Regions from separate parts of the Mus musculus genome. Here regions 2, 3, 4, 5, 6 and 7 are each linked to region 1. Evidence: chromatin contacts called from public HiChIP or PLAC-seq and promoter capture Hi-C data. All regions are on one chromosome and are shown on one strand. Each heading gives the region's core, a stretch centred on a gene start, on an enhancer-like site or on the middle of the called end of the contact. The rest is flanking DNA. Distances are from core to core; before and after follow the strand shown. Region 1 holds the start of Tep1 (telomerase associated protein 1). Region 2 holds the start of Arhgef40 (Rho guanine nucleotide exchange factor (GEF) 40). Region 3 holds the start of Armh4 (armadillo-like helical domain containing 4). Region 4 holds the start of Zfp219 (zinc finger protein 219). Region 5 holds the start of Supt16 (SPT16, facilitates chromatin remodeling subunit). Region 6 holds the start of Hnrnpc (heterogeneous nuclear ribonucleoprotein C). Region 7 has its middle 46 kb from the start of Armh4.

The links. Promoter capture Hi-C pulls out the DNA fragments that hold promoters and counts their contacts. HiChIP or PLAC-seq counts read pairs in DNA pulled down with a chosen protein or histone mark.
Region 2: a promoter capture Hi-C map of stem cell-derived epiblast-like cells shows a contact between it and region 1, with 2.4 times the contacts expected there. The contact joins the promoter of Arhgef40 here to the promoter of Tep1 in region 1. A contact is called at or near these places in 9 of 39 promoter capture datasets (the 3T3-L1 cell line, 3T3-L1-derived adipocytes, cranial neural crest and 5 more).
Region 3: a promoter capture Hi-C map of stem cell-derived epiblast-like cells shows a contact between it and region 1, with 3 times the contacts expected there. The contact joins the promoter of Armh4 here to the promoter of Tep1 in region 1. A contact is called at or near these places in 8 of 39 promoter capture datasets (cranial neural crest, embryonic stem cells, frontonasal cranial neural crest and 4 more).
Region 4: a contact with region 1 is called in a promoter capture Hi-C map of liver, with 4 times the contacts expected there. The contact joins the promoter of Zfp219 here to the promoter of Tep1 in region 1. A contact is called at or near these places in 8 of 39 promoter capture datasets (the 3T3-L1 cell line, 3T3-L1-derived adipocytes, embryonic stem cells and 4 more), 1 of 484 Hi-C or Micro-C datasets (B cells) and 1 of 115 datasets of contacts at active chromatin or transcription factors (embryonic stem cells).
Region 5: a promoter capture Hi-C map of pre-B cells shows a contact between it and region 1. The contact joins the promoter of Supt16 here to the promoter of Tep1 in region 1. A contact is called at or near these places in 6 of 39 promoter capture datasets (the 3T3-L1 cell line, cranial neural crest, hippocampal neurons and 2 more) and 1 of 9 other capture datasets (adipose tissue).
Region 6: a promoter capture Hi-C map of liver shows a contact between it and region 1, with 5 times the contacts expected there. The contact joins the promoter of Hnrnpc here to the promoter of Tep1 in region 1. A contact is called at or near these places in 8 of 39 promoter capture datasets (the 3T3-L1 cell line, 3T3-L1-derived adipocytes, the C10 cell line and 4 more).
Region 7: a contact with region 1 is called in an H3K27ac HiChIP or PLAC-seq map of embryonic stem cells, with 3 times the contacts expected there. The contact joins the enhancer-like site here to the promoter of Tep1 in region 1. A contact is called at or near these places in 5 of 39 promoter capture datasets (cranial neural crest, embryonic stem cells, hippocampal neurons and 2 more) and 1 of 115 datasets of contacts at active chromatin or transcription factors (embryonic stem cells).

The regions. Positions count from the first base shown.
Region 1 is chr14:50,869,129-50,872,208 of GRCm38.p6, reverse strand. It overlaps Tep1 (telomerase associated protein 1), which reads left to right and starts at 1,655. Exons shown (of 55, transcript NM_009351.2): 1 at 1,655-1,796. Gm26782 (a long non-coding RNA gene) reads right to left here and starts at 1,913. Exons shown (of 3, transcript XR_874615.2): 1 at 1,653-1,913.
Region 2 is chr14:51,983,349-51,986,516 of GRCm38.p6, reverse strand. Arhgef40 (Rho guanine nucleotide exchange factor (GEF) 40) reads right to left here and starts at 1,684. Exons shown (of 24, transcript NM_198249.4): 1 at 1,526-1,684. The coding sequence starts at 1,528. It overlaps Gm16617 (predicted gene, 16617), which reads left to right. Exons shown (of 3, transcript NR_045728.1): 3 at 1-128.
Region 3 is chr14:49,781,835-49,784,924 of GRCm38.p6, reverse strand. It overlaps Armh4 (armadillo-like helical domain containing 4), which reads left to right and starts at 1,542. Exons shown (of 8, transcript NM_026142.5): 1 at 1,542-1,657. The coding sequence starts at 1,649.
Region 4 is chr14:52,019,479-52,022,564 of GRCm38.p6, reverse strand. Zfp219 (zinc finger protein 219) reads left to right here and starts at 1,832. Exons shown (of 5, transcript NM_027248.2): 1 at 1,832-2,042. It overlaps Tmem253 (transmembrane protein 253), which reads right to left. Exons shown (of 7, transcript NM_001033805.3): 7 at 2,778-3,086.
Region 5 is chr14:52,195,952-52,198,855 of GRCm38.p6, reverse strand. It overlaps Supt16 (SPT16, facilitates chromatin remodeling subunit), which reads left to right and starts at 1,617. Exons shown (of 26, transcript NM_033618.3): 1 at 1,617-1,771. The coding sequence starts at 1,706. Chd8 (chromodomain helicase DNA binding protein 8) reads left to right here. Exons shown (of 38, transcript NM_201637.3): 38 at 1-705. The coding sequence ends at 264.
Region 6 is chr14:52,102,441-52,105,366 of GRCm38.p6, reverse strand. It overlaps Hnrnpc (heterogeneous nuclear ribonucleoprotein C), which reads left to right and starts at 1,346. Exons shown (of 9, transcript NM_001170981.2): 1 at 1,346-1,478. It also overlaps a transcript of Rpgrip1 not described here.
Region 7 is chr14:49,827,754-49,830,963 of GRCm38.p6, reverse strand. No RefSeq gene overlaps it. Among named protein-coding and RNA genes, the nearest start is that of Armh4, 46 kb to the right of the region's middle. Within about 2 kb of position 1,318, at least 32 of the 459 cell types and tissues checked have an H3K27ac peak or open chromatin away from gene starts, as enhancers often do. A contact at or near this core is called in embryonic stem cells and stem cell-derived epiblast-like cells, where this site is marked.

The DNA of each region.
Region 1 (3,080 bases), core at 406-2,905:
ATTTCTCACAATTAGGATAATTTTTAGCATTTAATATTTAGTAGGTGGGACTTAAGAGTGCTAGACCCTTAGTAACTGTGCAGAGCACTTCTACAGTGAGGGGCATTCTTGTGCTTACAACTTTGAATGATTCTGCCAGTCATTCATGCACATTAAAAATCCATGGGGCTATGAGATGGTGGCATGCATTTTAATCCTAGCACCCAGGAAGCAGAGGCAGGCAGATCTCTGAGTTAAAGGCCAGCCTCGTCTACAGACTGAGTTCCAGGATAGCCAGGGCTACACAGAGAAATCCTGTCTCGGAACTACAACAAAATCTATTAAAATTACTATTTATCTTTAGGGGTTTTTCATTTTTATATTTATTTATTTACTCACTTACTTATTTTATGGAGGCAAATGCTCCCTAAGGAATCTGGCTTGAACTTGAGATCCTTCTGCTTCAGCCTTTAAAATCTCTGGAATTATAAGGGTATATTACCTGGCTAGTAGTAATTTACATACAAAACAGACCTCCACCCACACACTCCACTTTGTATTTATGAGTTTTGCCTCTATGTATGTCTGTGCACCACCTTCATGCCAAGTGCTCTTGGAGTTTAGAAGAGGTCACCATGGGTAATTAGAGTTACCAATGGTTGTGAGGCATGATGTGGGTGCTGGGTACTGAACCTAGGCCTTCTGCAAAAACAGATTCTCTTCATTTCTGAGCCATTAGAGGGCAGCCTGGTCTACATAGTGAGCTGCAGGCCAGCTGGGGTTATATAGATAGACCTTGTCTAAAAATAAAAGCCCAAATCCCCAAAATCAAAATTTAAAAAAATTTGTTGCTGGGCGTGGTGGTTGGTGGTGGGGTATGCCTTTAAATCCCAGGAGATGGGAGGCAGGGGCAGGCGGATCTCTGTGAGTCAGAAGCCAGCCTGGTCTAAACAGTGAGTTCCAGGACATCCAGGGTTACATAGAGAGACCCTGTCTGAAAAAGAAAGAAACAATCAAAAGGGTTTGGTTTATTATCTCAGGTAGTTTGTCGCAGTAACAAAAAGATAACATAATGAACTCAAATAGCATGAGTAGAGTTAACTCTTTGATCTTCCTGCCAGAGCCTTCTAAGTACTAGGATTACATGTGTGTGCCACCATTCTGAATCATATTTTCAGAGGTTTTCAGTCAAGGATCTCTTGACCCTCTTGCTTTGGCCTGTGGCAAAGCAGTTCACGGATGGGGTGGAGTGGGATTGAGTGGGGTGGCGACAGACGAAACTGTTTACTTTCATGGTGGATGAAAGGAAGCAAAAGGGAGAGAAGGGGCCTGACTTTCAAAGGTCAGCCAAGGGCACACTCTCAGCGATCTTTCTTTCTAAACGTTTCACCACCTCCCAACAGCTGCCCAAGGCTGGCATGATTTTAGCACATAAGCCTCTGGGGTATTTTCAGGATACATAATAGCATCAGAGCATGATTGTATTGGGTGGAAATACAACTCGGTTGGTAAAGTTGGCCTAGCCGGAAGTATAAATCCCTAAACTGTGCAAATCAAACCGGGTGTGGTTAGCACAACCCTATAATCCCGGCATTTGCGATATCCTACACGCGGCAGCCCCGCCCTCAGCCCCGCCCTGCCCCCAGCCCCGCCCCTCCCTCGCCCAGCCTCACCCCTTGGCCTCACTAGGGTGTTGGTTTTCTTTCAGTTCTCTGCTTCCAACCAGTCCACTGGCTGACCCAGGCCGGTTTCTGCTCCCCGTTGCGGAGAACCAACGCGCCTCTCATTGCGCACAGCTTTTCCAATCCTGAGCGCAGGTAGAGCCCTGGCCGAGACCTGTGTCAGCTGGACTCCCGGAAGGACCTCTGGGCGAGCGTGGTGCAGCCGCTTAGTCCTTCCGGGCGGCTGGCAGGGAGGTGGGGTGGCCTTAGTGGGGCGGAGGGATAGATGCTCAGAGAGAATGGGTTCCTTTTGCCTTAAAGAATCCTAGGAGGGAGTGACTGTAACAAATGAAGAGTGTTGTGATCACTTTTGGCAACAGAAACTCACTAGACTGACACGTTTAACAGTAATGGACACTAAGGTGCCAACGCGGTAGGCCTCCACGACTTCCTAAGAAAAGAATAGCGTCTGAAGTATGGCTTCAGGTGCAAGGCCAAAGAAAAGGGACCGGGGTAGGAGTGGAGGCAGGTATACATACAAACTAGTGTATACACAGAATGTCAGTATAAAACTATCAATACCAGTTATCTCTGGAACTTGGGGAAGAACTTTTAAGCTTTCAGAAGTTAATCAGAATCTCTATAAACTCCAGAGAGGAAAAAAATTACATGTCTTTATTTCTCTGTTAACTTAAAATTTTAATTGAGAACTTGTTTTTCACTCTTGGATTATGCCAGATGTGGCTGTGTATGTCTTAATCCTAGCACTGGGGAGGCAGAGGCAGGTGGCTCTCTGTGAGTTGGAATCTGTATAGTAGTTCCAGGTCAGTCAGACCTTTTTAGTGAGACCTTGTTTCAATACATACATACATACATACATACATACATACATACATACATATTGGATTAATTCTGAAATTCCTTATTACTCGTTGGGTGTGTATATGTGTGTATGTGTTTGTTTGTGTGTGCAAGAGTATGTGCATATGCGGATATATATACGGGTATGTGGAGACTAGAACTCCACACCAGGTGTCTTATTCTATTGCTTCTCGAGTTACTTTTGGTAGGCTGGCTGGCCAGCTTGATGTAAGAATCTGCCTGCCTTTCAGTGTTGGGATTACAGTCATAGACTACTGAGCCTTACTGTCATCTAGATGTTTTATCAACTGACCTATCTTTCTAGCTTCCCACCTTTTTTTTTTTTTTTTTTTTGGACAAAGTCTCCTATATTCCAGGGTGATTTTGATCTTTTAACTTGCTATGTAGCCAAGGATGACCTTTGAACTCCTAACCCTTCTGCCTCGGCCTCAAGTGCTGGGAGTGCAGGTGTATGCCAGCCCAGCCCTCACTACTTTTTTTTTTTCCTTGTAGTACAGGGACATGAGAGGAATAGCAAGACACATTTTCTTTTGAGAAAGAGAGTGTCAGTGCTCACGT
Region 2 (3,168 bases), core at 435-2,934, 1.1 Mb before region 1:
TCTTTGCTGTAAATGAGGAAAGTATTTTGCAGTATTTATTTCTCTACCTCTCTTTGCATTTACTAGCTCTCTACCCATTGCAGACGGTTCTGCTTCCACCCCAAGACAAAAATTACTTATTTTACTCTGAAATCTCTCCAGCCAGAGTTGCTTAATCCCGGCTGTTTGGGAAGATTAGGGTATTCAGACACCCCAGAGACCAGCATTCTGTGTTATCAGAGCCCAAACTTGGCTCCAAGGTGTGGGCGAGCAGACAGACCCTCAGTGTTCTCAGGACTGTGTACGTGGGTGGGAAGAAGGGTAGGGGTGAGGTTGGGTGGGCCCGAGCTCCGAAGTTAGGATCCGGGGAGCTACTGCTTGAGCAGCGAAGCAGCTGCAACCCATTAGGGGCGGTGAGCTCATGGCTGAACAAGAGTCGCAGCCACAGGAAACGGCCTCGGCAGGAGGGGAGGAGGGGTCTGGAGCAGGCGGAGGTGGGCAGGAGCCCAAGACACCAGGCCTCTGGTCGGCTGGGACCAAACGACGGGCGAGACTGAGTCAGCGCTCACTGGCCTAGTTCCTGTCTTGCTCCAACCCTCTGAGCAGGGTGATGCTTCCCAGACTCTCCGTAGACATTGCCCTGGCAGGGCCTCTCCCCCTCCTCCACTCTGCAATGAGCATTATAGGCTGCACCCGCCTGGGCAGTGGGCGCTCTCCCCGTAGTACTTCATAGTACTTCTGGCCGGAAAGTTCCGGGCTTAGTGTTCACTCTGGTTGACATGGGCTTCTGGTACCCTGAGCTGCTGCTCTCCGAGCCTCTGCTCTACAGGATTCCATCCAGATCCCTCCCTGCAGCGACAGTGCTCTGAGGCAGGCACTGTCAGGAACAGCTCAGTTCCCTGCAGCTGCATGAACCTCGGGGAACTTTGTCCCAAAAACTATGGTTTTGGCTCTGGCAACGTCACGCCCATTGGTACTGCGGAACACCCCCTACCCACCCCCAAACAGCCCCCTTTCTGTGAGGGAATTTCCCTTTGGACATGCCCTTTGGCCCTGGCCCAGCCACAGCTGTGGCTAGTCCCTCAGGGCCGGATGGGTGGGCCCATCTCACCGGGTTTGGGGACTGGGATGGAAAATGGTGGTTCCAGGCAGGTCAGTTCTCATGACCCAGGACAGTGCCCTTTCAAGGGCTGCCGCCAGACCAACTCGCAGAGGGTCTCCAGGAGTGAAAAACTGAGATAGGGAGGGGGAGGGAAAACTCAGCAAAAGAAGACTGGGTAGGACCAAAAAGACCGGGGGTGGGATGTGTGCAAAGACCATCGAAGGATGGGGAGGTGGCACAGAAGAAAGAAAGGGTCATGGCAATACTCGGTAGGGACTGAGCAGGCAGCAGGACCGCAGATCGAAGAAAAGAAGGGGGGATGGGAGGGTGGAGAGTCTCCGAAGCGCCAAGGAGCGCTAAGCGGGCACAAGAGGCACGGGGCTGGGGGCCCGGAGCGGGCTGCGCGAAGGCCGAGGGGACACCGGGGTGCTTCGCGGGACTCACCATGGCTCGGCGTCGGGAGGTGTCCCACTCTCCGGCGGGCGGGCGGGGCGGGTGAGCCACCGCCTCCCTCCGGGCGCTCAGTCTCGCCGGGTCTAGCTGCAGGACAACTCGCGCGGCGACCGCGGCTCTCCCCGCTCGTTCGGCAGCCCAGGCCGCGGGGGCCCCGCCAGGGAGGGCCGAGACGGCCGCCTGCACCGCCCCGCCCAGCCCGGGACCCCAGCCGAGAAGCCCCCCCAACCCTGGCCACAAGCCTCGCCTCCGCTCCCCTGGCTGTCTGCTGCCAGCCCGCCCCGCCCCCTCCGAGAACCGCCCAGCTGAGGACGCCCCGGGTTTCCCGCGTCTTCTTCGCTCTGCGGGATCAGTTCAGCCTCAGCTCGGGACCCTGCAGGGGACCCGCCTAGGTCCCAGGTTGCCCGGCGGCCAAAAGCCTTCTTCCATCTCTAGGGTCCATGACACATCTCCGGTCCGTGGCAAGGCTTGGCAAGGTCCTGGGGCCCAGGTCGATCCACAGCCTTTAGTTCCCTTTAGGTAGAGCTGAAGGCCGGGAAATTAGGGTATTCCCCCAAGCCTTGGGCGTTTGCCCGCCCTTCTTCCCCTTCCACCTTCTTGGGTCTCAAGGCTCCATGAGACTACAATGGGCTCCTGTGTGCAGCCTGGGGAGGGCGGGGGATGAGGGGAATTACGAAGTAAAGGCTTGGCATGTGGGGTGGGGGGATATGTGTCACGGCTGAGAGGCCAGGGCCCCGGGATCAGGATCCCTCTGTAGGGTCTGGGGGCGTTTGCGGAGTTGCTCCACGCTGCCTTTGCCTTTTTCTCTACCTTAGACCCCTGTTGCTCTGCGGTTAGAGAAGGGGAAGCAACAGTTCCCGGATTAGACCCCACGCTTTAGTACTGATGTCAGATCTTTCCTTCTTGTTGCAGGGCGATAGTGGCCCATATGCTAGGGCTTTTGGCAGTGACTATTATCTTACACTTCAGACAAAAGGGGCTAGGCTCCTTTAATTTTTTTTTTTTTTTGCCTCACCTACAAACTCGAGTATCACTTCTACATGGAAGTGAAGGCCGAGTGGGGTCTCTCAAAAAGGCTTGAGGAACCGCAGCACATCAAGGGGTTGCCCTGCCTGTCTCTGAGTCACAGACTGGTCCAAAAGGTGGACATTTGGGAGGCGATCTGAAAGGTACTCATTTCCCAGAGAGATCGTGAAGGTGTTGGCATTGCAGTTAGAGGGTAAAGTTTATTTAGAAGACGTGTGGTAGTGGATACAGTCGATGAGGCTTGGAGCAGGAGGAGAAGAAAGGGCCTCCATGACAGGCTCTTTTCATCTTAGGATGCTACATTCTGCCCCTTTTCCTGTGGGTCTGGAGAAGGGAGAAACTTAATTCATGGGGATGACACGAGCCCTCTGGTTCATAGGGTTAAAAAAGAATCTCAAGCAGGGAAAACCCTGTGATTAACCGGCAAGAACTGTGGAGCTATCTCCAACCTTCCAGTTAAGGTAGACTCTTCAGTCTCCTTGTTATTAATGACCAAGAGAGTGAGATTTTACTACCCCCTGGTGTCTGCCTGGTAAATACTGCCCAGCAGCAGGTTGTAGAGGCCTTCTAGGGAAGTTTTTTTTCAGAGGATTTTCTGTAAACCTTAC
Region 3 (3,090 bases), core at 293-2,792, 1.1 Mb after region 1:
AAGAATTATTATAAATGAGCTTCGAGAAGATTGTTTTAGCTTTACTGCACAGCTGACATCATTTTCTGCCACTGCAGAGAAAGCCGTTCCCATGGGAAAGAGCTACCTCAGAGAATGACAGCATTAAGCGGGTCTAAGTGGCACTCTGCATTTCTGACTTTGGAGTGTCATGGCAAGAGACATAAACAGAGATAAGAGGATGTCAAAGAAGTTTTGATTAGATAAAGTTTGTGGATGGGTCAGGTTGTGGATGTGAGAGGAATGAGAATAGCATCCTCTTGCCATCTCTTATACATAGCTTGGAACTCTGGACTCAATATTTAGCATTAGGGTTGTTTTCCTTAGTTCTCTTAATTACCAGAATTTGGGCTTAGTTGATCCATTTTTTTGTGTGTGTGCTGGCTCGGACCTTACCATACGTATTATAGAACATTTTATAATGAAAAGACATGACCTGATTTTCAAACCATTGACTTTAAAAGAAACTTCTGAAATATCACTTAGTTGGGTGTGGTTAATCTGGCAGGAGACCTGGTCACCATACAATGGATTATGTATTGAGCTGAACACATGTATAGAGTATAGATTTCATCCATCAATTAAATTTAATCATATTCCATTCAAAAATCACTTGCTGGCTTCCATTCAAATATACCAAACTGTTGTAAAGGGGAGTTGGAAGAGTAAGATGATGGTGCATACGTCAAAGATAAGCGTGCGTTTGTGCATGCTCTCTCTCTCTGTGTCTCTGTCTCTGTCTCTCTGTCTCTCTCTCTCCTTAAAAGGTCATCATGAAGAAAGGCTATCCTATGAACCAGAACCGAGGGGGGAGTGCTGTGTGACCTGTTCTAAACCTCACTTCTTTCCCTTCACAATTAGGAGAATGAAAGGGAAACTGAGTCCCTGACAGGCTCAAAGATAACAGGCAAGGGCAACCCTGCCTTAGGTCATTGCACCAACTGTAGTCCTGAACCTTCAACATTCAAGGGATCATTCTAATTTTCAGAGCTTTTGTGCAGCTCTTATGCAGTAATTTATATGGCACCTTGCTTTGTGTCAGAAGGAGCAAAGAATCCCGGACTCCTATTAACTCTTATTTTCTACTTGATAGTTAGCACATGTGATTGAATGACAGGAACAGTTCTTGCAGAGTTCCTCTGATTAGTAGCTCCACCAAGATGCCCACTCTTCCCACAGGGACCACTCTGCATCTGAGGACTGAGTGCCGCTTGTTTACAAGACACCAGAGAAATTCCTGCTCTGGTTGGACCAGTGATCTGGTGTCCTCTCTGAAAGTGTAGCGAGAGCTGCAGCAGAAGCCAAGGATGTGAAGAGGGACAGTTGGGGGCAGGGTCTCTTGAAGGGCCCCGGGCTCGGGTGTCCTACTCTAATCCAGCCCTGTGCGTTAGCGGAGTCCACAAAACTGTAGGGGCGTGGTGACTGAGCTCGTCATTGCAAGAGAGGCGGGCGTACCTATCTGCTGGCCAATCCCTAGCCTTAGCTGCAGTCTTATGAATAAACAACAAAGCCAAGCGCCCTCCCTCTAGCATCCCAGACAGCCAAGGGAGTGTAGGCGGCCTCTACGTGAGTCGTGGCAGGGATGGCTGGCACTGGCGCTGCCACTTTCCTTCGCGCTCAGCTGTGCTGAATGCTCCAGGTGAGGACAAGCCCGGCTTCTGCAGACCTGGCGAGAGGCAGGGGTGGGGCGGGATTCCAAGGCTGCGCGGGCTTGCTCTGTGAGTGGGGCAGCCCTAGGGTGGAGCTCCCTGCACCCTCCCGGAACACAGTACCCAGGCTCTGACTGAGCAGGGACAGCTCCGTGAGCCCTGGAGGAATCTTGCAGGCCGGGGAAAGGCTTTCAGCACTACTTGGTCCAACCCAGCCTTGCTGCTCAGCACCTGGGAGCAACCTTTGTACAGGAAGAGCTTCCTGGCTGACTGCTTTTGTGTGGACTTGCTCCTTTTGCTCCCCTCCCCTTACAGTTCAACCTTGTGGAAGATAAGTTCCTCAAGACCGTGGTTCATTTTCAAAGCTTGGGTCCCAGTGTTCCTGTACCACTAAGAGCTAGCAATGGAGGAGCGAATGCGCACTGCTGTGGCCTCCCCAAAGGGTCCTGCTACTTTACAGAAAACAAAAACAAAAATAGTTGAATGTTTGATGCAGGAATGTCAGGGAGCCTTCTTGCTCTCCTGGGTACCCCAGGACAAATGAAGGACACTCCCTGGGAACTTAACCTAATTAGAAAAAAAAAAAAACGAACTAGGGGTCAAGCTGGGAGAAAACTCTGCAGCGCTTGGCACTCAAGCAAGGCACAGAGCACAGTTTTGAGGCACTGAGACCTAGCATGTGTGTCCTGGTCACTGACAGAGGCCGGCCAATATAGATTCTAATCTTGTGGAAACTAGAACCCTGGCTAAACTAGGGAGCAGCCAAAGAATTCAGGGCTCTCCAAGATGAGACATTCTTTCCTCTCCTTAGAACGAAAACTTGGGTACCAAATTAAAGTGCAGCTCTCTTGTGGAATATAGCAAAGAAGGCTTCTTCAAGTGTCTGCAATGTTTTTTTCTTTGCAAGTTTTCCTTTGAAACCTAAGAGGATTTCAGAGAAGATTAGAAAACCACCCACAGAGTTCTGAAAGAGCTCTTCACTGAGGACCAATACGTGGTCAGAAATTGCATGCCTCCCCCTTCTTTTTGTGTTTTTATTGATGTGAAGTCTATTAAGCCCCTGTGTGTCTCCTTCAGCTAAGCATCTTCTGAGCAGGCAGCTGAAGTCAGCAAATCCTTAGCATCATTCACTAAGAGTCGGAGTCCAGAGGGAGGCTTTGCAGGGTCAGAATGCTGCTCCTATTGTTCAGGGTTATAAAGCCAGCCTGGTTTGCTCTTATGGATACAGTAGCATTTGTGACATCGGCTGGACTAATGAACTACACACTTATGCAGCTGCCTTAATATTGATTGCAAAACTCCCCAAGGCTCACCAAGTCTAAGGTAGCTACAGCAACAGAGCCAATTAGGGCAATGTAGATTTGCCTTTGTCTTCTTGGGAGGCTCCTGACTGCACATAGTGGATCTTGGTTGCTGGACCTTC
Region 4 (3,086 bases), core at 583-3,082, 1.2 Mb before region 1:
ACATTCCCTTACCAACCCCACTCCCAGCTGACCATCAAAACTCTCTTCCAGTATTGCAAAATATCCCCCCCCACCCCCACCCCCCCGCAGGCAAACTGACCTTTTCCTGGAAAGCAATGTCTAGAGGGGTAGTTTCATGTTTAACCCCTCCAACACAGGTGTGTTTCACCAGAGCTACAGAAACCGCACTGTACATCCCAACCCCCCAATTCTTCTAGTTGTTTTCTGGTTTTTCAAAACAATTGAGTTTTCCTGTGTAGCCCCAGAGGTCCTAGAGTTAGCTCTGTAGACCAGGCTGGCCTTGAACTCAGAGTGATCCTCCTGCCTCTGCCTTCTGAGAGCCAGGATTCAACCCAAATTTTTGCCATCTATTTGCATAATGCAGAACTTGACACTTCAGTCTACTGAACTATAGGCTGAATCTGACCCTTGAATTAAAAAAAACATTTTTTTTATTATTAATACTTAAAATAAGAGTGTTCTAAATTTCTGACTTCTATTCAAATCCGGAAACCATGGCACTACCGGAGCCAGAGCTGCCCACGGCAGTAGCTGGTGGAGTTGAGGACAGACATCCATTTAGCAGTGTGTACTGCTGAGTTCCCAGCAGTTCTCACTTCACAGGCAATCTAGTTCACTCACTTACACCATTATCTGCCTTCTTAGACAATTTATTTTCCACCTCTCAAGGGCCTCATCATTTTAGAGGTCTTGTGCATGACTCTATTTTCGCCATATGATTCAGTAAGATAAGCAGAAGAAGCATGGTGTAATGGCCATGCAAATGAAGTGTAGTTCAGACAGATCTTATGCGCTCAAGCAACAGAGCCAGAATCTAGGTCTCCTGACGCCTGGTCTTGTTTTTCTCCCACTAAGAATTTCACACGGAAGCTCACTGAACTAAACAAGGAGAAATAGGCATGGTTGCTAGTAGACAAATCCCAACTGCGGAGCCATTCAAGCTTCACCACAAATTTCCAACCTTTTCCTTAAATTGTTTGCTCCCCCTCATATTCTATAGTATCTTCCCCAGGAAACTGAGTGAGGCTTTACGACTTAATTTGGCCAACCAATTGTGATGGAAGTTAACATGTATCCATTTGGCGAGCAGCACTGCAGAATTCATAAACAATTCTTCACACTTAGTTCACGATGTAGTGGGGGAGGCAAACTTATGGTGACACAGTAGGGTCTTCATACAGTAAGGCTCAGTCAAGCATGGTGAGTGGCACGTGCCTTTAACTCCAGCACTTACAGGCATGTGGATCAAGGTCTACATGGCAAGTTCCAGGCAGGCAAAGATACATGTGAGACCCTGCCTTTTAGAAAAGAAAAGAAAAGAAAAGAAAAGAAAAGAAAAGAAAAGAAAAGGAAAGAAAAGAAAAGGAAAAAAAATTGAGCCTCCAGCATCTTAGGATCTTAATAATTTACAATGAACAAAGGCCCTTGTCGGTTATTCTGGACACAAAGTAATGAGAAATAAAACCAGAGGTTTTGGCCCTGAGTGTTCAGCATTGTTAAGAGACCCATTTATACGGTCCTTGAGTTTCTCTTAAGATGCAGAATGCAATATCCAGGTTTCCGATTACCGCGGTAAAAGCTGGAAGACAGCTAATTGCTGTTTTCTCTTTATAGTTTCTTTGGCCACTACGTCCTGACTTTGAAGAAAAATATTCTTTTCTCAGAGCCCTTCACTATCCCTGCAGTTTGATTGGGGGAAGAGAAAACATGGAGGAGGCCCGGATTGCGTTCTCTCCATTCCAGAGCCTGATCCCAGATCTGTCTCCACCCACTAATACTCACACGTAACTTTGTCATAGGGCGACTATTACCACTCCCAAGGTGTCACAAACAGAAAGGATCTGCAGCTGGCGCCACTGCAATGTCAAGGCAAGCCAGCCAGGCTGCGCTCTAGCCTCACTGGTACCTGGGCTTGCCTGAGCCCGGAGAAGCAGCATTCTCTAGGGAAAAGAAGCCTTCTCAAGTGGGAACAAAAATGAATGTGAGGCGAACACCCATCCCGGGCACTATGTGAATTTGGGGTGAGTTCTCTTAGGCCTAGTCAATCTCTACTTTTTAGCAGCTACTAAGCTGTCCCCCCTCTCCCCGGTGCTATTGGGATCCACCGTTTTCCTGGGCTTTCTCCGCTCCCCCAAACCAACCGAGTCTATCATCTTTGTACACTTGCAGAGGTCATAAGTGGTGTGGGCACAGTACAAAAAGAGCTTCAGCGACCGTACCGCTGCAGGGATCAAAGGCCCGCCGGGGGCGGCCGAAAGGCTGAGCCTGCGCAGTCCTGCTCCCGCCTTGGAAAGGGTGGCGGCCACGCGGGCTCGGTCCACCAGCGTGCTCGCTAGAGGCGGGAAAGTCTTAGGTCGGTACCCCCGCCTGCCCAGCCAGCCTGTCCTCTCCAGCTCCCGGCCCGGGGGGGAGGGGGCGAGGAGGGCCGGCGCCTCTGACTCATCATCTCCAACCCCCTTCTCGCGCGCGCTCCAAGTCTCAGGACTTTGAACCTGGGCACTCGCGCGAGGGGCGCGGCGGCAGCACCAGGGGAAGCGCGGCTTGGCCCGGCGCCGACCCCCAGCCTTTGTCAGTACCGGCAGCTGCGGGCACGAGGGCTAGAGACCCGCAGCCGGTGGCGGTGACCTGGCCGCGGTGGCGGCGCCTCTGTGCGCGACGGCCCTCCCGGCGCCTCCCCGCACGCGGGGCCAGTGGTCGCGTCCGAGGAAAACTCGGCTAGGCCTTGCTCCCAGCGCCTGGCGTCACTCAGCAGATGCACAGCGCCCCCGCCGCCGAGGGAAGGCTCTTTATTTTGCAGTAGGTCACGGGGTAGCGGGGCATCCTGGGATTTGTAGTCTCGGGTGAATTAGGCAGGACCCGGATCCAAGGGAGACCTGGAGCACAACCGACGCGGATTCTGGGTTGGCTGGTGCAGCAACCCGGCTTGGAGTGGATGGGATTGTGAAAGGTGAACAGTGAGAGGAGGCAGATGTGAAATGAAGCTGGATGGAGAGGCAGGGAGGAAGAAGTCGAAGAATGCAAGGGAGGAAGCTGCTTGACGAGGCGTGAGGTGAGGGAGGTCTCTA
Region 5 (2,904 bases), core at 368-2,867, 1.3 Mb before region 1:
CACCACCACCATCCCCACCCCCACCATCACCACCATCACCATCCAGGCTTGAGAACCACTGGCTACCCTTCTTCACCAGCTACTACCACCTCTGGTACTGCCTTGCGGTTACCAACACTGCAACCTGAGGACGATGATGAAGAGGAGGATGAAGAAGATGATGATTTATCTCAGGGCTATGACAGCTCAGAACGGGACTTCTCACTCATTGATGACCCTATGATGCCAGCCAACTCAGACTCCAGTGAAGATGCTGACGACTGAAGCCCCATATAGACCCGTGATGGGTGGCTGCTGGAATCCCTTACTCTGGCCCTTGGACTTTGGAAATGTGGGAGGGGCAGGGAACAATATGGGGAAACCCAAGACTTCAGGAGGTGAAAAGAAAAAGAAAAAAACAAAAAACAAAAAAAAACAAAAAACTTGTACCCAATTGCTCCCAATTTTGAGAGGATTGGGTGGGCAGGGGAACTCCTAAAAAAAAAAAATAATAAATGACCACTTCCTCGTTTCTGGGGAAGCAAAGGAGCTTAGAGCAGCTGGTGTGCTCACCCCTCCCCAGACGCCTCCATTAACCACAGACTATGTAGCGCTGGCCCTAGCCTCTGGCAGAGCCTGTTCCTGGCCAAACTGTGGCTACAGCTGGAGGGTCAGGAACTGTTACCTTCCTTCCCCTTGGCATTAATAAATTTAAGTTAATCCTTTTCCATTCTTCCTATGTTCTGTTTCCTTAAACACAATATAAGTACTGTTTTTTGCTGCGTAATTTAAACACCATTCTCCTACAGTTCAATACTGTTGCAACTAATAGAAAAGCCATTTGTAGTCCTCAATAGGCATATATAATGGCGGGTTATCCCGTTTGTTAAAGCCAAGGAAATGATACAAGATAAAGAGGTAAAATATTTTGAATTGTACTTCACATTCTTAAACGAGGATTAATTTCAAGAGCCATATTTTTTTTTTCAATTAGTCAGGATAACTATTCTTGGGGAAAGCCAGAGAATAATGTGGCTTTTCATGAAATACAGCAAAAGTACACGCTGACAAAAAGGGTGCCTTCACAACTTGGGTCTTCGCGAGGCTGGAAAGAACTACAAAGTTTAGGAGCCACTCCGAGCCATTTGTTTCCTTCCACCCTACCGGCCCATCTCTTAAAGGAAAACAGAACCTTTCCTTCCTACTCTGCTGCCCACCGCGCAGCTTATTCGCGAAGGTGGGCTCCGTCCCTCTGGGGTGCAGTGTTTGGTTGAGAGTGCCTTCCCCGGGGCGGTCACTGGCCTGCCCTGGGGCAGAGGACTCACTCCTGCGCCTGGCTGCACGCGGGTCCCGCTCTTTCTGCTCCCCTCCCTCTGCCCGCCGCCCAGAGCGCCCGGAGCTCGGAAAGTGGGCGGGTCACGTGACGGGAGCCTCTGGCGCCGGAGAGAGCTTCCAGAGCCCGCGAGCCCGCGCTGCACCTCGGTCTGTTGACTTCACTTTTGCGTCCTCGGTTGCCCTTCCTCCCGCCACCCTACGGAACGAGCGGTGGGTTTGGTTTTTTCGCTTTTTAAATCTTCGACGCTCTAGGGACCCGGAAGCGGAAGGGGATACCGGGCGGTCGGTACTTCCGGGTCACAGAGAGTGCGGGATTCCGGGCCGAGCGCGGGTGGCGGAGCTGGGACCTCGCGTGATTCTCGGAGCCCGACGGGAAGCGGCGTCCAGGGCAATGGCTGTGACTCTGGACAAAGACGCGTACTACCGGCGAGTGAAGAGATTGTACAGTAACTGGCGGGTAAGGAGCCCCGCGCCCCCGGGAGCCCCACATCCCATAATAGCCTGCTTCCCGGCGCCCTTTTCCCCCTCAGCCAGAAACCTCCGGCTCCGCCGCGCTCCCGCCTGCCCCGGCAGCGTCCGGCTCGCCGCGCCGTGCTGCGCCTGCGGGGTCCGCACGCGCCTGGCCCGCCCCGCGGCCACAGCGGCCCGCCCAGGTCCCGCCACAATTACCGTTTGCGGGAAAGGGGCGCGAAAGCTGTGCCCGGAGCTCTTGGCGCTCCCCGCTCCCCGGCCTCTGCTGGAGTTGAGAAATGCTGCTCCCGCGCCCCGCTGCTTCTCCTTAGGCCCTGCGTGGGTCACAGACCCAGCGCTGGGAACCTGCGGGCTCTCCTAAGAATTAATTGATGGGACGCCTCAAAGCCGGTTTCCCATGTCGGCAGCATACCGGGGGCACGTGTTGAGGAAAACGCTGTGGAAGTTCCAGGGCTTCTCCAAAGATTGGGCAGTTTCCCTGTTTTATAATCATAATTTCAAACTTACTTTTTTGCTAGTTAACTTGTTAACTTCACAAGTGTTTGATTGATTTCATACTGTCTGAACGGTCTATCGTCTGGGCTCTGAACCTTGTGAGTGAGGGGAAATAGAACTGATAAAAAAGAAAGCCGAAAATGCTCTGAAAAAATACCAACTCCGGTTTCAGCTTTGTAAACTATCTTATACTGATTGGTCCTCTCCATTCTTGGCTCCTGCATGTAATCCCATGATTTCTGAGGCTGAGGCAGGAAAATGACTAGTTTCAAGCCTGCCTGTGCTTCATAGTGAGACTGTATCAATCGGCTCGTCATTTAGTAAATAAAATTGAACCTTTACTGAAGTCGGTTGTTTTTCCTGCCTCATCAGAAAAAAGCCTATGTATCTTTTAAGCAAGATGCATTGCGTGCTGAAAATAATATAGGGTTTTTCACTTTATTGGCTAATTTTTTTTAGATGACTTAGTGGTCTCTATCACAAAATTATATTGTTTGGTCCTGAGGATTGGCCCTACCACCACCTCTGTGTTTTACCATTAAGCTATATCCCTATCCAGGGAATATTTACTGTCACTGTGTTATGATGTATGCAATGATGATAATCAAAAGCCCCCGTTTCTAC
Region 6 (2,926 bases), core at 97-2,596, 1.2 Mb before region 1:
TCTGTCTGTCTGTCAATCTACCTACCTACTTATATTTATTGTTTTTTCAAGATAGAGTTTCACTCTATAGCTCTAGCTGTCCTGAAACTTGACCAGGCTGGCTTGCACTTGAAACACTACCTAGCCCAAACTTTTCTTTTTAAAAATAAGATGTAAAATTGGGAACACATAAACTCGTTGGACTGGTTTACATAAAATAAATCTTTTGAAAATGACAAAGGCTAGGCAGGAGAGATGGCTCAGAGGTTAAGAGGACTGACTGCTCTTCCAAAGGTCCTGATCGTAACCACATGGTGGCTCACAACCATCTGTAGTGGGATCGGATGCCCTCTTCTGGTGTGTCTGAAGACAGCTACAGTGTACTCATATAAAAACAGTAAATAAATCTTTTTCTTAAAAAAAAAAAAAAAAGAAAAAAAAGGAAAGAAAGAAAAAGGCAAAGGTTTAAAGATCTAAAGATTAAAAAAAATCAGGAAATTTTTCTGGGATACAATCTCCTTTTCTCCGTAAGCTATATATACATTTCAGTGTATTTAATGTTCCTACAGTATAACCAGAGCTTTAGTGGCAGACCAAACCTGAGGGGATTAAGTAGTCTATTCTAGAAAGTGGGAAATTGAGGTGGCTGGCCATTGGGTTTGCAGACTGTGTGGCGACTTGGGACAAGGAAGCGGGTTTATAGGAGGTCGGGTAATTGCTCCTGCAGGAGAGAACTACAGAACCCAGTTGGTTTGGAGGGGGAGCTGTTCACTGAGAAGGCCATGTCCTCCCAACAGCTTATAGAATCTGGCAGAAAGAAGGGATCTGAATTTGATAATAACTGCAGAGCTAGTAGACGGCCTAGAGATAACTCTCCTCCCTTCTCAGAAGCTTGTTTGCGTTTCCCTTTTCCTAGGCCTGGGGCTAGGGCAGGCCGTTTGCACCCGCTACCAGACTCCACCCAGGCTCTCCCACCCCCGCGCCGCGGAAATGCGGTGATCTGGCCGGACCTGGGAGCTCTCAGAAGCACTGATAGGACGATGCGGCCGTCAGTCAGATCCGCCGGATACCCGGATGAGAAGCTGTGCGCGATACAAAGGCGAAAATTCCACCCAGCTTTCCGTCTGGTACATTGACCAATAACCATCCGTCAGTCACTAAGTGGCATGAAGCTGAACCAATTACTAACTAGCCTCTGTTACGCATGTGGAAATTCTCGCAATTAGCCCAACCCACCTCGGATTATGATTGGACGGAATTGTGAGGAGCGGTAGCGCTCGCTAATTAGGAGCGGGAGCGAGAAAAGTCACAGCCAATAGGAACGCCTCCAGGAACGAGGCGGGGGCTGGACTTTCGCCTCGGCGGCAGAGGAGCTCGGGGGCCATTTTGTGAGGAGACGGAGAGCGAACGGTCGTGTGGTTCTTCGCTGTTGTAGCTCCGGCGTCTCGGCGTAGACTCGCAGTAGGAGAGGCGGTCTCTTCTCTCTCTCCTTCCTTTTGGTAAGCGAAGGGGGCGAGTGCAGGGGAGGCCCTGGGCTGCTGGGCCCCGCCAGCGTGTGTAAGGGGGAAACCGGCCTCGCGGCAGAAGCCGAGGCCGCGTTTGTTCCCGTGCGGTGGGGACTTGGGTCTCATGCGGGAGGCAACAGGGCCTCGGCCTTGGCGCGGAGTCAACCTAGTGACCTCCAGGCCACGGTGCGTACGAAAATACCCTGTCTGCGCGCTCGGGTTTAACGGCTACTTTGATTTTCTTTGCCCATCAGGGATTCCAAGGGGGGACCAAGAAAGCGAAGAACGAAATGCTTGTTGATGTAATTGTCGGGGATATCTTACGGATTCCGTTATCACTTCCGAAGATAGACGCTGGGTGGGGGTAGGGGAGCGATAACATGGTGGTGTCGGACTGGAAGCTTCTAAATTCCAGGCTGGCTACATGGCATCTGAACGGCGTTTTAACAATAGGTTGAGTAATCATTACTTTTTTCCTCTAGGGGTAAAATGGTTAAAAGTCGGAGTGCTTGTGTTTGTAAAGGGAAGTGCGGAAGATTAATTTTAATTGGAATAATTACAGCTCACATTTTATCTGCAGGTTACAAATCATAAGTTAGTGGAACTTGAGGTAGGTACTACTGTCATAGAGAGAATTGAGCCTTAGAAGCGGTTGACAGGATCGTACTAGACAGGTCAAGTATTTTCACTGAGTTTCTAGGTGGTGCGCGCCTTTAATCCCAGCACTTGGGAGGCAGAGACAGGCAGATCTCTTTGAGTTCTAGGACTGCCCAGGATACACAGAGAAACTCTGTTTCGTAAATAAATAAATAGGGGGAAAGGCTTATTTTTGGGGGGAGGGGACCTGACACGGATGTTAGCAGAAAAATTTCAAGCTGGACTTGGGAACAATAATTAAAAGGCACAGCAAGGGTTTACAGCTACCTCAGTACTAGTCCTATCCCTCTAAAACTCAAAAAGGCAGTTTATAGCTATGTATGATAGTGCAGGCCAGTAATCTTTGTATTGTGGAGGCTCTGAGACAGGACCCCTTACCCATTGCAAGGCAGCCCAGGACTACATAGTAAAACCGTGCTTAAAAACAAATTAGTTTCTCTCTTGTAGGTGTTGAGTTCTTTTTTTTTTTTTTTTTTTTTTTTTTTTTGGTTTTTCAAGACAGGGTTTCTCTGTATAGCCCTGGCTGTCCTGGAACTCACTTTGTAGACCAGGCTGGCCTCGAACTCAGAAATCCGCCTGCCTCTGCCTCCCGAGTGCTGGGATTAAAGGCGTGCGCCACCACGCCCGGCTAGGTGTTGAGTTCTTTTTAATGTAGCCTAGTGTTAGTGCTTAGTATTCAGGAAGACCTGGATTCAATCCCTGGTACTAAGAGTATGGGGTTTTTGTATCATATTTAATTGGGAGTTATTTTATTAGGTAAACGTACTATAAAATTGGTATTTCAC
Region 7 (3,210 bases), core at 69-2,568, 1.0 Mb after region 1:
GCTTATTTCATGCTTTGTGTCTGACAGTGTAGCCTCTACAGCACTTAGCTTGCCTTTTCTGATGTCGTTCAGTTACAGCGGATTGGCCCCTTGGTAACTTGTGGCTGCTTATTACTGATTGCAGGTTTGGTTGATTCTAAAGTGTTAGAAGCCTGCGGGTTGCTATTGTGAATTTTTTTTTCTGGAAACCATTCATAATTTTGTCCTAAAAGCCAAGGTAGAGAATATGTTTCTCAGAAGCCTTTCTGCCTGCTTATAAACTCATTTACCCAAGACCTAGCCTTTGCTATGGTAAAACCTACTAAGTTTCCTGTCAAACCCTGAGATGAAATTTGATACCTTTTAAATTTTTTCATATTATATCTCATTGAAGGAGACACAGAAAGCTGAATAAGAGGTTTGTTTTTCATTAGAATTCCATTTTCAATTTCTGAAATACCAAATACTCTAAAACATGTTATTTGAGGTATCTTTTAAAATTAAGTAAAACCTCATAGTTCTGTGAGATGATTCAGTGAGTAAAATTATCTGTCGACCTAAGTTTGGTCACTGGGTCCCACATGATGGAAGCAGAAAATAACTTCTAAAGTTGTCCATTGACTTTTACATGGTACCATGACACATGCATGCCAAACGCAGCACACACACACACACACACACACACAAGCTAAACAAATATAAAAATCAAGGGATATTCCTTGATGTTGCTTCTTTAAAATTCTCTGTTTACTTTATTTCTCTCTTCTGAATACAAATAAACATATTTTGAAACTCCCCATATTTATCCACACCATATTATTGAAAACGTTAAATTTCAAAAATGTCTAATAGAAAATATTATTTAAATTTTCCTGAAAACTAGCCTTAACACTTTAGTATTTAATTTGAAGCTGTATTAATGGGCTGTAGAAATGGCTCAGATGTTAAGAGCACTGTCTGTTCTTCCAGAGGTCCTTGAGTTTAATTTCCAGCAACCACGTGGTGGCTCATAACCATCTATAATGAAATCTGGTGCCCTCTTCTGGCCTGAAGGTGTACATGCAGGCAAAATGCTGTATGCATGATAAATAAATCTTAAACCTAGGTTAATGAGAAAATAAAAGGTTGGAGCCAAGACAAATAACCTACTTCAATCACAGAAGCTGAACTAGCCTTATGTGTATGAGTTTTGAGCTACCTGGTGTGGGCCTAGGTACCAGAAGTTTCCCACGGAGACCTCTATCCAGGCCGGGTGGGAATGCCCTAGCAAGGGAAGTGAGTGCAGGAGGGAGACAGATGTACCCTCTGCCACGCCTTCCGGGTCGCTAGGTAACTCCGAGCCTGGGTCGTTGAAAAGCCAACAATCCAGGAAGGAATGCTGCGGAACTCAGAAGGGCTCTTAGGGAGAGAAGATCTCTTCCCAAGTGTTACAGCTCTTGGAACAAAAGGGTCAGACAAAGGAATAGTTCTCGAATTTCTTTCATTGCCTGCATGGCTCTCCTATATACAGTTCTGGCTGTGATTTAGAGTTTGACAACAAGCTCCTCTCATTGGCTTGGGCTGAGAGTTTGGGGAAAACCTTATTTGCATGTGAGAGGGCTTAGTGCCGTTCCTAAGTGGCTGATAGCCACGCCTCTCCTGTGGGGGTTGTGGGGGCGGGAACTCCGACAGGAGCCAGGATCCAGGAGACATGAGAGAACTCCTTCCATCCCATGTAAGTGAATTATCACTACCAGTTCCCAGGGTTCAAGATCTAGCCTGGGCTGGAAACCAGGCTGTCTGCACGCACGTAGCCCATTGCCCCACAATCTGGAATAAAATATGTTATTTCAGCAACAATAGTTACTGTAAAGAATATTTGATTTAGGTAGATGAGTAAAACCTGTGTATAAAACTCCACATCCATGGAAAAGATGAACTAAAGATTGGCTAGGCTGATTATTGATTTTGCAAAAACTGCTGACTACTGTGGATTTTCTCTTGAAACTGTAAAAGGAGTCAGCCTATTCAAAATGAGAGATACATACTACTTTGTGGTGATACATTTTATATGTTATACTTTTGAGCCTTCACTTCTTGGAAACAGAATTTGTGCCAGTGGTGTACACAAAAACAAAGCAAATTGTAGAAGGATGTGATTGGGGGCCATCACCTCATTGACACTGTTTTAAATATTCAATTTGGGGTTTAAACGAGCACTAGACTCATAAACAGCACGCAAACAGCAAGAGACAGAAAACACATGATTACCATAAAGACAAGAACTTAGTCATCATTTTACACAGCACCTGGCACTGACAGGCCATTGTGCACACACGACTAGGAAGAGCTGAGCCTGCTCCTGTGCAAGATGTAAAGATGTCAGTTGAGACAACATAAGCTAACTGTAGCTGTCTAGGAGAGAAGATTCATTTGGAATGTACAGACTCTGTGTGTGTGTGTGTGTGTGTGTGTGTGTGTGTGTGTGTGTGTGATGGAGATCAATATTTGTCCTTAGTAACTTAACACAATGAAGCAAATTAGACTTTTCATACCATTTTCATAGGAAATATTTCCATGGAATACATTTTTCTGGAATAGAAGATGGAATACAGGGGCTACAGTGTACTTACAAATAATAAATAAATCTTTTTAAAAGGAAAGAAAATAGGATACATTTGTCAGTGTACAAAGAGGCAGTTTGGCTGCAGAAATACACTAGTAAACATAGGCAGCACCTATTAAAATCTGAACAAATTTAATGTTTCCAAATCTAGATAGGTGAATCACATCTTTCTCAGATCTTTTTATAGGGAATAACATACGAATTTAAACATTAATAGGTAGTATGATCCAAGAGTGGTAGCTCATGCCTATAATATCAGAATTTGCAGGTTGATACAGGAGGACCATCACAAGTTCAATTCGAGCATGAGTTACAATAGTATAGTATAAAATAGTTGTATAGTATAATATGCAATATAATATGTTCCAAGCAGTCTTGGCTTCAGAGTAAGACCTTGTCTTTTAAAAAGTAAAATGAGGTACTGAAGAGATGGCTCAGTGGTTAAGAGCACCAACAGGTCTGGAGTTCAATTCCTAGCAACCACATGGTGGCTCACAACCATCTTTAATGGGATCCAATATCCTCTTCTGGTATGTCTAAAGACAGCACAGTATACTCATAGTCATAAAATAAATAATTCTAAGAAATGGAAAATGAAATAAATTAAACAGTGGTAGTATGAAATC